Linked DNA regions of Mus musculus: region 2 is linked to region 1. A link is a contact called in public HiChIP or PLAC-seq data. All regions are on one chromosome and are shown on one strand. Each heading gives the region's core, a stretch centred on a gene start, on an enhancer-like site or on the middle of the called end of the contact. The rest is flanking DNA. Distances are from core to core; before and after follow the strand shown.

Region 1 (5,309 bases), core at 2,392-4,891:
AGACCAGGTGACATAAAGAACAAACATTTATATTCTCACAGTTCTTCAGATTGAAATTCCAAGATCAAGGTGCAAGCAGGGTTGGTATCCAGTGAGGCTCACTCCTTAGGTTATGTGTAGCCCCCTCCTGCTGTGGCCTTCCTGAGCCTTTCTCTGTACATGGGTGGGAGGAGGAGTTTTTTTCCTTGTCATATAAGGACATTAGTCCTATTTGATTAAGCCACCAAATTTAATCACTTCCTTTCTTTTTTTTAAATATTTATTTATTTATTTTATTATATGTAAGCACACTGTAGCTGTCTTCGGACACTCCAGAAGAGGGCATCAGATTTCCTTATGGATGGTTGTGAGCCACCATGTGGTTGCTGGGATTTGAACTCAGGACCTTTGGAAGAGCAGTCGGCGCTCTTAACCGCTGAGCCATCTCACCAGCCCCTCCTTTCTTGCTCTATATGCAAATATAGTCAGATAGGGCTGCAACATATAAACGGGAGAGGGGAACACAATCACAAAGTTCAGTCCGTGGTTAGAGGCTAAGAAGGAATATAATAAATAAAATGAAACGAAATAGAGGAGCCAGGCTAGACTGCACAGGCCTGTCATCCCAGCACTGAGAATGTGGAGACAGGAGAATGCAAAGTTTTAGGCGACACAGGGAGACCCTAAAATAGAATTAAAGCAGAGAATGAGCAGGTTCCAGGTCACAGGGTCTTGCAGACGATCAGATGACTAGTTTTTAAAGTCCAGAGGAGTTAATTTCCATGCCTGAGGTCACCCAGCTCAAATGTTACAGACAAAGTTTGTAGGTCATAGAAAACCTAGAATGGTGCTGATGACGTGCTGAAATATGTCAGCACTTCATTTTACCCTGAGGAAACTGGAGTTGAGAGAGGTCAAAAGACTTGTTCAAGGTCACACATCAAGTCAGGGGTAGATCTGGACTTTATGGGGGCTTCCTTCTGACCCCAAAGCAACGGTCTCTAAGTTCAGCAGACTTCTAGCATTTATTCTGCCTAACTTCATTTATTCATCCCTGTTTGTTTGTTTTGTTTTGTTTTTTTCAAGTCAGGGTTTCTCTGTGTAGCCCTGACTGCCCTAGAACTCACTCTGTAGACCAGGCTAGCCTCAAACTTAGAGATCCACCTGCCTCTGCCTCCAAAATGCTGGGATCAAAGGCGTGCACCTCCACCCAGCTCATTTACTCATCGATTGCACACACACACACACACACACACACACACACACACACACACACCCCTAAGAAATCAAGTGTTATGAAGCACCGAGAATATACAAATTAGGAAGACATAGTCCCTGTCCCCAGGGCATCAGACACAGACAGGTAGGCAAATGGGAGCACTGAGGGGCCTGAGAAAGATGCTAGGCAGTTTAAAACAGAAAAGCTCTGTCAGAGGCAACGGAAGAAGGTGTCACTAGAAAACTGGTCACCTGGTGCAGAGAAAGGAAATGTTAGAGCTGATTGTATAGCTCGGTGGCAGTGCGACTGCCTGAGTGATGTCATCCATAAGCTTTGCTCGAGCTGCACTGTCTGGGGAGGTGGGACAGCCTTGCTATCTCTCTCTCTATCTCTGCTATGGGAGGAAGTACATCACAGAGGTGGGCTTCGAATGTCTGTAGCCCATCCCAACTTCCAGACTGCTCCCTTTCTTTCTCAGTGGTTGAAAGTGTGATTGCTTTCTTCTTGCTCTGGCTGTCTACCACATACCCTTAATGATGGTCTCTTACCCCTCTGGAACCATAAGCCAAAATAAAAATCCTTTCTTCTGTAAGGTACTCTTGGTCAATAGTGTTTTATCACAGCAACAGAAAGTAGCTGATACACTTGACCTGCATCACCATTCCAGCCCCAGCCCTGCCAGGGTGAAGATGGAAGCTCGGGGACTGGAGAGATGACACAGTGGTTAAGAGCACTGGATACTCTTCCGAAGGACCTGGGTTCAATTCCTACCATCCGCATGGTAGCTCATAACTGTTTGTAACTTCAGTTCCAGGGCATCTGAAATCCCTTCTGGCTTTTATGGGCATCTATGTGGTCATTTCATGCTTGTGGTGCACAGACATATGTGCAAGCAAGCAAACACCCATACAAATAAAACAATAAAATAAAATGGTTTTTTAAAAAGGGGTTTGAGGGGCTGGTGAGATGGCTCAGAGGTTAAGAGCACTGACTGCTCTTCCGAAGGTCTCCTGAGTTCAAATCCCAGCAACCACATGGTGGCTCACAATAATCCGTAACAAGATCTGACGCCCTCTTCTGGAGTGTCTGAGAACAACTATAGTGTACTTACATATAATAAATAAATAAATCGTAAAAATAAATAAATAAAAGCCTTGAGAGATGGCCTATTGGTTAACAGCACTGACTGCTCTCCCAGAGGTCCTGAGTTCAATTCCTAGCAACCATCTGTAATGGGATCTGATTCTCCCTTCTGGGTGTTTGTGAAGACAGATCACTCGTGTGTGTGTGTGTGTGTGTGTGTGTGTGTGTGTGTGTGTGTGTGTGTGTGTGTGTGAGAGAGAGAGAGAGAGAGAGAGAGGCCATCAGGCAAAGAGGGACAAACAAACCTTGCTTCCCAAGACTAGAAGACTAGAGTGCAGACTGCATTCTGATGTAGAGGGGCTAGGGGCGTTGGGGGAGCAGCTCTCAAGAGTTTGAGCTGTGACTTCCTGGGTCTGGATCTTGAAAGCCTTTCTGATAGTTGTGACCAAATACCAGGTCTGCACACACCTGTAATCCCAGCCCTGGACAGCCAGGGACAAGGCATAGTAGATCAAGAGCTGAAGGTCATTCTGACAACAAAGTGAGTTTGAAGCCAGCCTAGGCTTCCAGGAGATCCAGTCTCAAAAGCAAGACAGCTGTAATGGAGGTACACGTGGGCCTGGAGTCCTAGCTTTCAGGAGGCTGATTCAAGGCCTGACTGGATAGACAGCAAGACCTTTGACAGTCCTGTGTCAAAATGTCCAAAATCCATTGGGAGCTGGGAGTATAGTGGAGTTGAGCACAGCAGTACCCATGACTTGAGTTCAATCCAAGCACTAAGACCCTCAAAAAGAACCCATAGCCTGAGCCTGGAACTGTTAGTCACCTACCTCCAATTCTATCGTGGTTTTTATGTTCGCTCACACCCTGGGAACTTTTTTTTTACTTTTTGCAAATCATCTTGCTCAACTCTTATCAGACTTGCTAAGGAGAACATCTTGCTTCCTTTCTTTCTGTCCATACCCACCTCTCACCATGATGATGAGGGCCATGGTAAGTCTCATCATAAAGCCATGTGGAGAATGAAGGGGCTGAAGCTGTATATAAGGTGGCGGGAAGAGATGCATCGGGGCTTATCAATTCAGAGGGTGCCACTCTTACAGAGGACCCAAACTCAGCTCCCTCTGTCTATGCCAGGCAATGCTCAGCTCCCTGTGACTCCAGGTCCAGGGGATCCAATGCCCTGTTCTGGCCTCTACTTGTGTGCGCAAAGAATAAAATCTTTGGACTAAAAGAAAAGGGATGGGCATGGGTTCTCACCTCTCTCTAAGCAGCTCAGCTTCCTGCACTGCCCCCTCACTCCACCCCCCCCCCTTTGTTTGACACCGTTCAACTTCCTGCCCCACCAGAGGAAGTGGGGAGCAACACCAGGTGCAAGCGACAACCAGCAGAGCCATGGTGAGTTCTCGGGGGCCCAGGAATCTAGTCATTCAGGGCCAGCTCTCTCCCTCGAGGGTCCCCAGTTCAAAGTTAACCCACAGTAAGTGGCCTTACTAGCTTTTGGGCTCAGGTGGTACTGGGGCACTCCCTGCCATGTCCAAGAACCTCATATTGTCTCCCTTTACCCCCACAGGACAAGGAATATGTGGGCTTTGCTGCCCTGCCCAACCAGCTGCATCGCAAGTCTGTCAAGAAGGGGTTTGACTTCACACTCATGGTGGCAGGTCTGTGGGTTCTGGAGGGGGTGATGTACTTATGAGATCATGGCCATCCTCCTGTCTGACCAGTGGGCCTGTCCCGTACACAGGGGAGTCAGGCCTGGGGAAATCCACCCTCATCAACAGCTTGTTCCTCACCAACCTCTACGAGGATCGGCAGGTGCCAGATGCCAGTGGTAAATCTACCCCGAGTCTCCACAGGCTTCCCATCCCCACTGCTGTCCTGGCTTCCCTCTGTGCTGTCCCTGGCCTCTTCCTGTGTTATCAGGCTGCATTCTTTTTCTTTCTATCTGGGGACTTTGGTGGCCTCTGGTTTTCTCTGAGATGGTTTCCTCCCCTGAAAACACATGTGGGAATGGAGCCCTGCTTCAGAGCCCTACGCAGCCAATTCTCTGTCCCCATAGCTCGCACGGCACAAACTCTGACCATTGAGCGCCGGGGTGTGGAGATTGAGGAGGGAGGTATCAAGGTGAAGTTGACCTTGGTGGACACGCCTGGCTTTGGGGACTCTGTGGACTGCTCAGACTGGTGAGAAGGGGGAGGGGCAGGAGCTAAGCCTTTCTTCCATTATGGAAAACCAGAGGTCAGTTGTAGGGCTGGCTTGTCACAGCCCCTTGACCCAAAAGGGGGCACCTGTTTCTGGTAACAATCTAGCCCAAAGTATCCAGTGTTTCTTGTTTTGAGATAAGGTTTTTCTATGTAGCTCAGGGACCTCAAATTCACTGTGTAGCCCAGACTGGCCTGAAACTCAAAGTCCTCCTCCTGAGATTACAGGTATATATATGCATGCCTGGTTTGTTCGATGCTTTTGTTGTTGTTGTGGCTTGTTTTTGTTTTTAGCCATGGTGTCACATTAGCCCTAGCTGGCCTGGAACTCACTATGTAGGCCATGGTGGCCTCAAATGTGACAATCCTCCTGCCTCAGCTTCCTGAGTGCTGAGATTACAGGTGTGCAGCCACCACATTCTGATGTCTCATGTACTGTGGCCAGCTGTCCCTGATGGCTTTGGTTAGGAGCAAAGAAATGACTTGGGACTGCACAGTCCTGGTTAGCTTCATCTTGTCCCCTGGCCTGTGATCTCGGACTATCTATCTCCTTCCCACACACCAGCTGGCTGCCTGTGGTTCGCTTCATTGAGGAGCAGTTTGAGCAATACCTCAGGGATGAGAGTGGCTTGAACAGGAAGAACATCCAGGATTCCAGAGTCCATTGCTGCCTCTACTTCATCTCACCCTTTGGCCGAGGGTCTGGAGAGCACCCTGGGGGTGGACTGGTTGGGGAGGCTGGAGAAAGCTCAGTACTTGAAGCTGAGTCCTGACCAATAAATCCCTGAAACAGGCTCCGGCCCCTAGATGTGGCTTTCCTCCGG
Region 2 (4,824 bases), core at 1,096-3,595, 56 kb before region 1:
GCAACCAGTGTAGTTACAAGTTGAAAGCAAGCCGGGCGTGGTGGTACACGCCTTTAATTCCAGCATTTGGGAGGCAGAGGCAGGTGGATTTCTGAGTTCGAAGGCAGCCCTAGTCTACAGAGTGAGTTCCAGGACAGCCAGGGCTATACAGAGAAACCCTGTCTCAGAAGAGAAAAAAAAAAAAGTTGAAAGCAGGGTGGAGTGGTGCTAGTGGTGCACACTTTTAATCCCAGAACCCAGGAGGCAGAAATAGACAGATTTCTGTGAATCCAAGGCCACCTTGGGCTACACAGTGAGAGACCATGTCTCAAAAAAAAAAAAAAAAGAAAAAGAAAAAAATCATGTCCTCAAATCCTACATGTTAATATGTCCTTATGTCCTTCTGAAGTATTCCAGGCAGCCTCAATGAGTGGTCTCTGGAGCAGACTATTGGATTGTGATTCTGTCCCACTCTAATTGGTGGTGACCTTGAACAGGGTCACCTGCACCTCATACTCTTCCTTTTCCTTTTTTTTTTTTTTTAAGATTTGTTTATTGTACTTATATGAGTCCACTGTAGCTGTCTTCAGACACACCAGAAGAGGGTGTCAGATCCCATTACAGATGGTTGTGAGCCACCATGTGGTTGCTGGGAATTGAACTCAGGACCTCTAGAAGAACAGTCAGTGCTCTTAACCACTGAGCCATCTTTCCAGTCCCCATATTCTTCCTTTTAAATAAATGTTTTATTTTAAGCCAGGCAGTGGTGGCCCACCCCTTTAATCCCAGCAGTTGGGAGGCAGAGGCAGGGAGACCTCTGTGAGTTTAAGACCATCCTGGTCTACAGAGTGAGTTCCAAGACAGCCAGGGCTCCACAGAGAAACCCTGTCTCTATGACATGTGTGTGAGGAGACCAGAAGAGGGCTCCACGGAGATCCTCCTGCCTTTGTCTCCCAAGTGCTGGGGCTAAAGTCATTTGCCACACCATCCAGTTGTGAAAATCTTGACAACTTCACTTAGATTCCACGAATCCATGTAAAGGTTGGGGAGAGCCAAGCTACACAGTCATCCCCGGAAAGCCACACGCACCATCAAAGACAGCAATAATACAAAGATTCATTTACTTTTATTTTGTATGTGTAGGAGTGTTTTGGCTATATGTTTGACAGGGAACTGTGTGTTCCTGGTGCTCTCAGAAGCCAGAAGAGGGACATCAGGTCCCCTGGAAACTGGAATTACGGATGATAGCCACCATGTAAGTTCCAGGAACTGAACCCAGGTCCTTTGCAAGAACAGCAGGCGCTCTTAACCACCTACCTACCTCTCCAGCACCTATTTTAGGCTTTTTGAGACAAGATCTCACTGTGGAGCCCAGGCTAGAATGGACATCATTGTCTTCTTACCACAGTTTTCCAAGTACTGGGATCACACAGTGGAAAAACCTATTCATTTATTTGGTTTAGGGTTGCAAGCTGTAGAACAGGCTGGCCTGGAACTCACTATGTAGTACTATGTAGTACAGGCTGGCCTGGAATTAACAGTCTCAGTCTCTCAAATGGTGGAATTACAGGCATAAAGCCACTACTATGAGTTTAGCATTTATAATTTCAGTAGACATTGGCAAACCCCCCTGCCTGGATCTGAATTCTCACATATATTAACTTCAAGAAATAGAGACATCTTAGCACAGAGTAGCCATAAATAAATAATAAATTAGCTTGCACTGAAGATGCAACTCACTGCTGCCAGATAATGGCCAAAACAGTACCCAAACCTGTGCAGAATTTTTAAGTCCATGTGAAACTTCACAACATCAATTGTGCAATTTGCTTATGCAATCATAGTATTTACTTTGTGATGTCCCCTTTCTTCCCCTAAACCTCCCCTTAAAGTATTTTCTTAGCCTAGATTAGCTTTGTGTCCTGTCAAATGACCCTAGGACTGTTCTGACCTTGGGGCTAGCCCAGTGCCAGAGCTTCCTTCCGTAAGTAATTTATTCTTTGGTAAAATGATTCCAAAAACAGCAGACTTCTGCCAGCCAACTCCAAGACCAGGTTCCCAGGGCGGAGGGGGGCGGAGGGGACAAGACACGCACGGGTAACGTGGCTCCCACCTGTAATAACAGCACTTGGAAAGCTGAGACAGATCGATGGACTCGAGTTCGAGTCCATCCTGATCTGCGTTCCAGGCCGGTTACAAGGGGTTCACGTGATGATCTCGCGGGGACCGGTTGTGCAAGCAGACGGTTAATTTGTAATACACCTTTTTGAGTAAAGGAAGCCCGCCTCTCGGTACGGGAATCGTCATTGGATAGAGCAGCTGTCAATCACGCTGTATATAAATAGAGGCCGCGCGGCGCTCCGACAGGCAGCGTGGCTCGAGTCCTCCGGTCCGGCTCGCGTGGTTGATCATCTCCTGGCGTAACCTTGGCCCGCTGTGGCTGGGAGACTCATCTGCAGGTATCTGGGCCTTCTGGTCCGCACGGCCTCCCGGGCGAGCGGCGCGATGGCGGAAGCGGCGGCGGCGGGCGCCAGCGGAGAAACCATGGCGGCGCTAGTGGCCGCAGAAGGTTCCTTGGGCCCGGCGGGCTGGTCTGCCGGCCGGAGTTTCTCCAACTACCGGCCGTTCGAGCCCCAGACACTGGGCTTCAGCCCGAGCTGGCGGCTGACGAGCTTCTCCGGCATGAAGGGCTGAGGCTGCAAGGTCCCCCAGGAGACCCTGCTCAAACTCCTGGAGGGACTGACGCGGCCCGCGCTGCAGCCCCCGCTTACCTCGGGTCTGGTCGGGGGCCAGGAAGAGACGGTGCAGGAAGGGGGCCTGTCCACCAGGCCCGGCCCCGGCTCAGCCTTCCCCTCGCTGAGCATTGGCATGGACTCCTGCGTCATCCCCCTGAGGCACGGAGGCCTGTCGCTGGTGCAGACCACCGACTTCTTTTACCCCTTGGTGGAAGATCCCTATATGATGGGGCGCATAGCTTGTGCCAATGTGCTCAGTGACCTCTATGCCATGGGTATCACTGAGTGTGACAACATGTTGATGTTACTCAGTGTGAGCCAGAGCATGAGTGAAAAGGAACGAGAGAAGGTGACACCGCTCATGATCAAAGGCTTTCGTGACGCTGCGGAGGAGGGAGGCACTGCAGTGACCGGTGGACAGACAGTGGTCAACCCGTGGATTATCATCGGTGGCGTTGCCACGGTGGTGTGTCAGCAAAATGAATTCATAATGCCTGATAGTGCCGTGGTAGGAGATGTGCTGGTATTAACCAAACCTTTAGGAACCCAGGTTGCTGCCAATGCCCACCAATGGCTGGATAATCCTGAGAAATGGAATAAAATCAAGATGGTGGTTTCCAGAGAGGAAGTAGAGTTAGCCTATCAGGAAGCTATGTTCAATATGGCTACTCTAAACAGGACTGCTGCTGGCTTGATGCACACTTTTAATGCCCACGCAGCCACGGATATCACAGGCTTTGGCATATTAGGACACTCTCAGAACCTGGCAAAACAGCAAAAAAATGAAGTGTCCTTTGTCATACATAATCTGCCAATAATTGCCAAGATGGCTGCGATCAGCAAAGCCAGTGGGCGCTTTGGCCTCCTCCAAGGAACGTCAGCTGAAACCTCTGGGGGATTACTGATTTGTCTGCCAAGAGAGCAGGCGGCCCGCTTTTGTTCGGAAATCAAATCTTCCAAGTACGGAGAGGGTCACCAAGCTTGGATCGTTGGCATCGTGGAGAAGGGAAACCGGACAGCCCGGATCATTGACAAGCCTCGCGTTATTGAAGTTCTACCTCGGGGAGCCTCTGCTGCTGCTGCTGCTGCTCCTGATAATTCCAACGCAGCCTCTGAGCCTAGTTCTTGAAATGGAATAGCGGTTGTTGGGAACTCGGAGCCATTCTACCCGCTCAGGGACTGCTGGCCAGGGTTGATTTTAAGACCTTTCCAAAGGCTGCTTGCATGGTTCCTCCAGGCCCATCCAAAGCTTCCTGTATGTGCATCCAGGCCTGTGAGTAATGGCGCTGCGGATGTGTGTTCATCTGTTGAGAGCATGAGGAGCAAAAACCCGTTTCCCAAAGCAAGAGGAGGCTATTTCAGTTTTAGGGATTTTTTTTTTTTTTTTTTTTTGCACTGAGTTGATTCATTTCTGCACAGGGAGTAAAGATTATTAAGATTACATATGAGAAAAGTAAACCTGCAACATGAAAAATTATTTGGACCAATATATTGATAAATCTAAATTGTTAGGAGAACTCTTACTGATTTATTGTCAAATTTGTTATTAATTTTTTTCTGAGAAACTGCCTCTTTTCCTGTTCTGGACAAGAGTTGAGCAGCTTGTCCGACAGGAAAGGAAGACTAGCCACCTGACTTGGTCTCTGATAATGATGTCTCTCCCTCTAACTCCCAGTAAGGACTGGGAGAGGCTGAACAAACCTCAGAGCCAGGTGTCGGTGGCCATTGAATCTTACACTGAAACTTCTGGAGATTTAATTAATAAAGAGAATTTCTTACAGTAACTAAATAAAAGGGACTTTGTTGGAAAACTTGTGGCTAATGTTTGGTTCTGTGGATCACTTTCTTGTTTCAGACAGGTTCTCCGGTGCCTTGATTTTGCTTCTGCCTCCAGTATGCTGCCAAAACCAGCTGGAACGCGGACTCTCTTTACCCCTTGACATTACATCTGGAACTTGCAAAATAGAAAGTAGATGTTGTCCTTGCCCCTGAGTCAAGGGATTTGGGTTTGCACTGTCCCTTGAGATGACAAAAGAGGACTTGGAATGGATATAAACTCTAGGGATTTTAAGGTAGACAGAAAATGGGGAAAAAAGTCATAAAAGATGAC

The links. HiChIP or PLAC-seq counts read pairs in DNA pulled down with a chosen protein or histone mark.
Region 2: a contact with region 1 is called in an H3K27ac HiChIP or PLAC-seq map of embryonic stem cells, with 21 read pairs. The contact joins the promoter of Sephs2 here to the promoter of Septin1 in region 1. A contact is called at or near these places in 4 of 484 Hi-C or Micro-C datasets (the G1E-ER4 cell line, the HPC-7 cell line, double positive thymocytes and 1 more), 8 of 115 datasets of contacts at active chromatin or transcription factors (the HPC-7 cell line, the SCID.adh cell line, bone marrow-derived macrophages and 3 more) and 3 of 9 other capture datasets (adipose tissue, liver and pancreatic islet).

Annotation. Positions count from the first base shown.
Region 1 is chr7:127,216,777-127,222,085 of GRCm38.p6, reverse strand. It overlaps Septin1 (septin 1), which reads left to right and starts at 3,641. Exons shown (of 11, transcript NM_017461.2): 1 at 3,641-3,679; 2 at 3,855-3,945; 3 at 4,029-4,115; 4 at 4,344-4,467; 5 at 5,051-5,185; 6 at 5,279-5,309. The coding sequence starts at 3,677.
Region 2 is chr7:127,271,580-127,276,403 of GRCm38.p6, reverse strand. Sephs2 (selenophosphate synthetase 2) reads left to right here and starts at 2,345. Exons shown (of 1, transcript NM_009266.3): 1 at 2,345-4,525. The coding sequence starts at 2,485. The coding sequence ends at 3,843.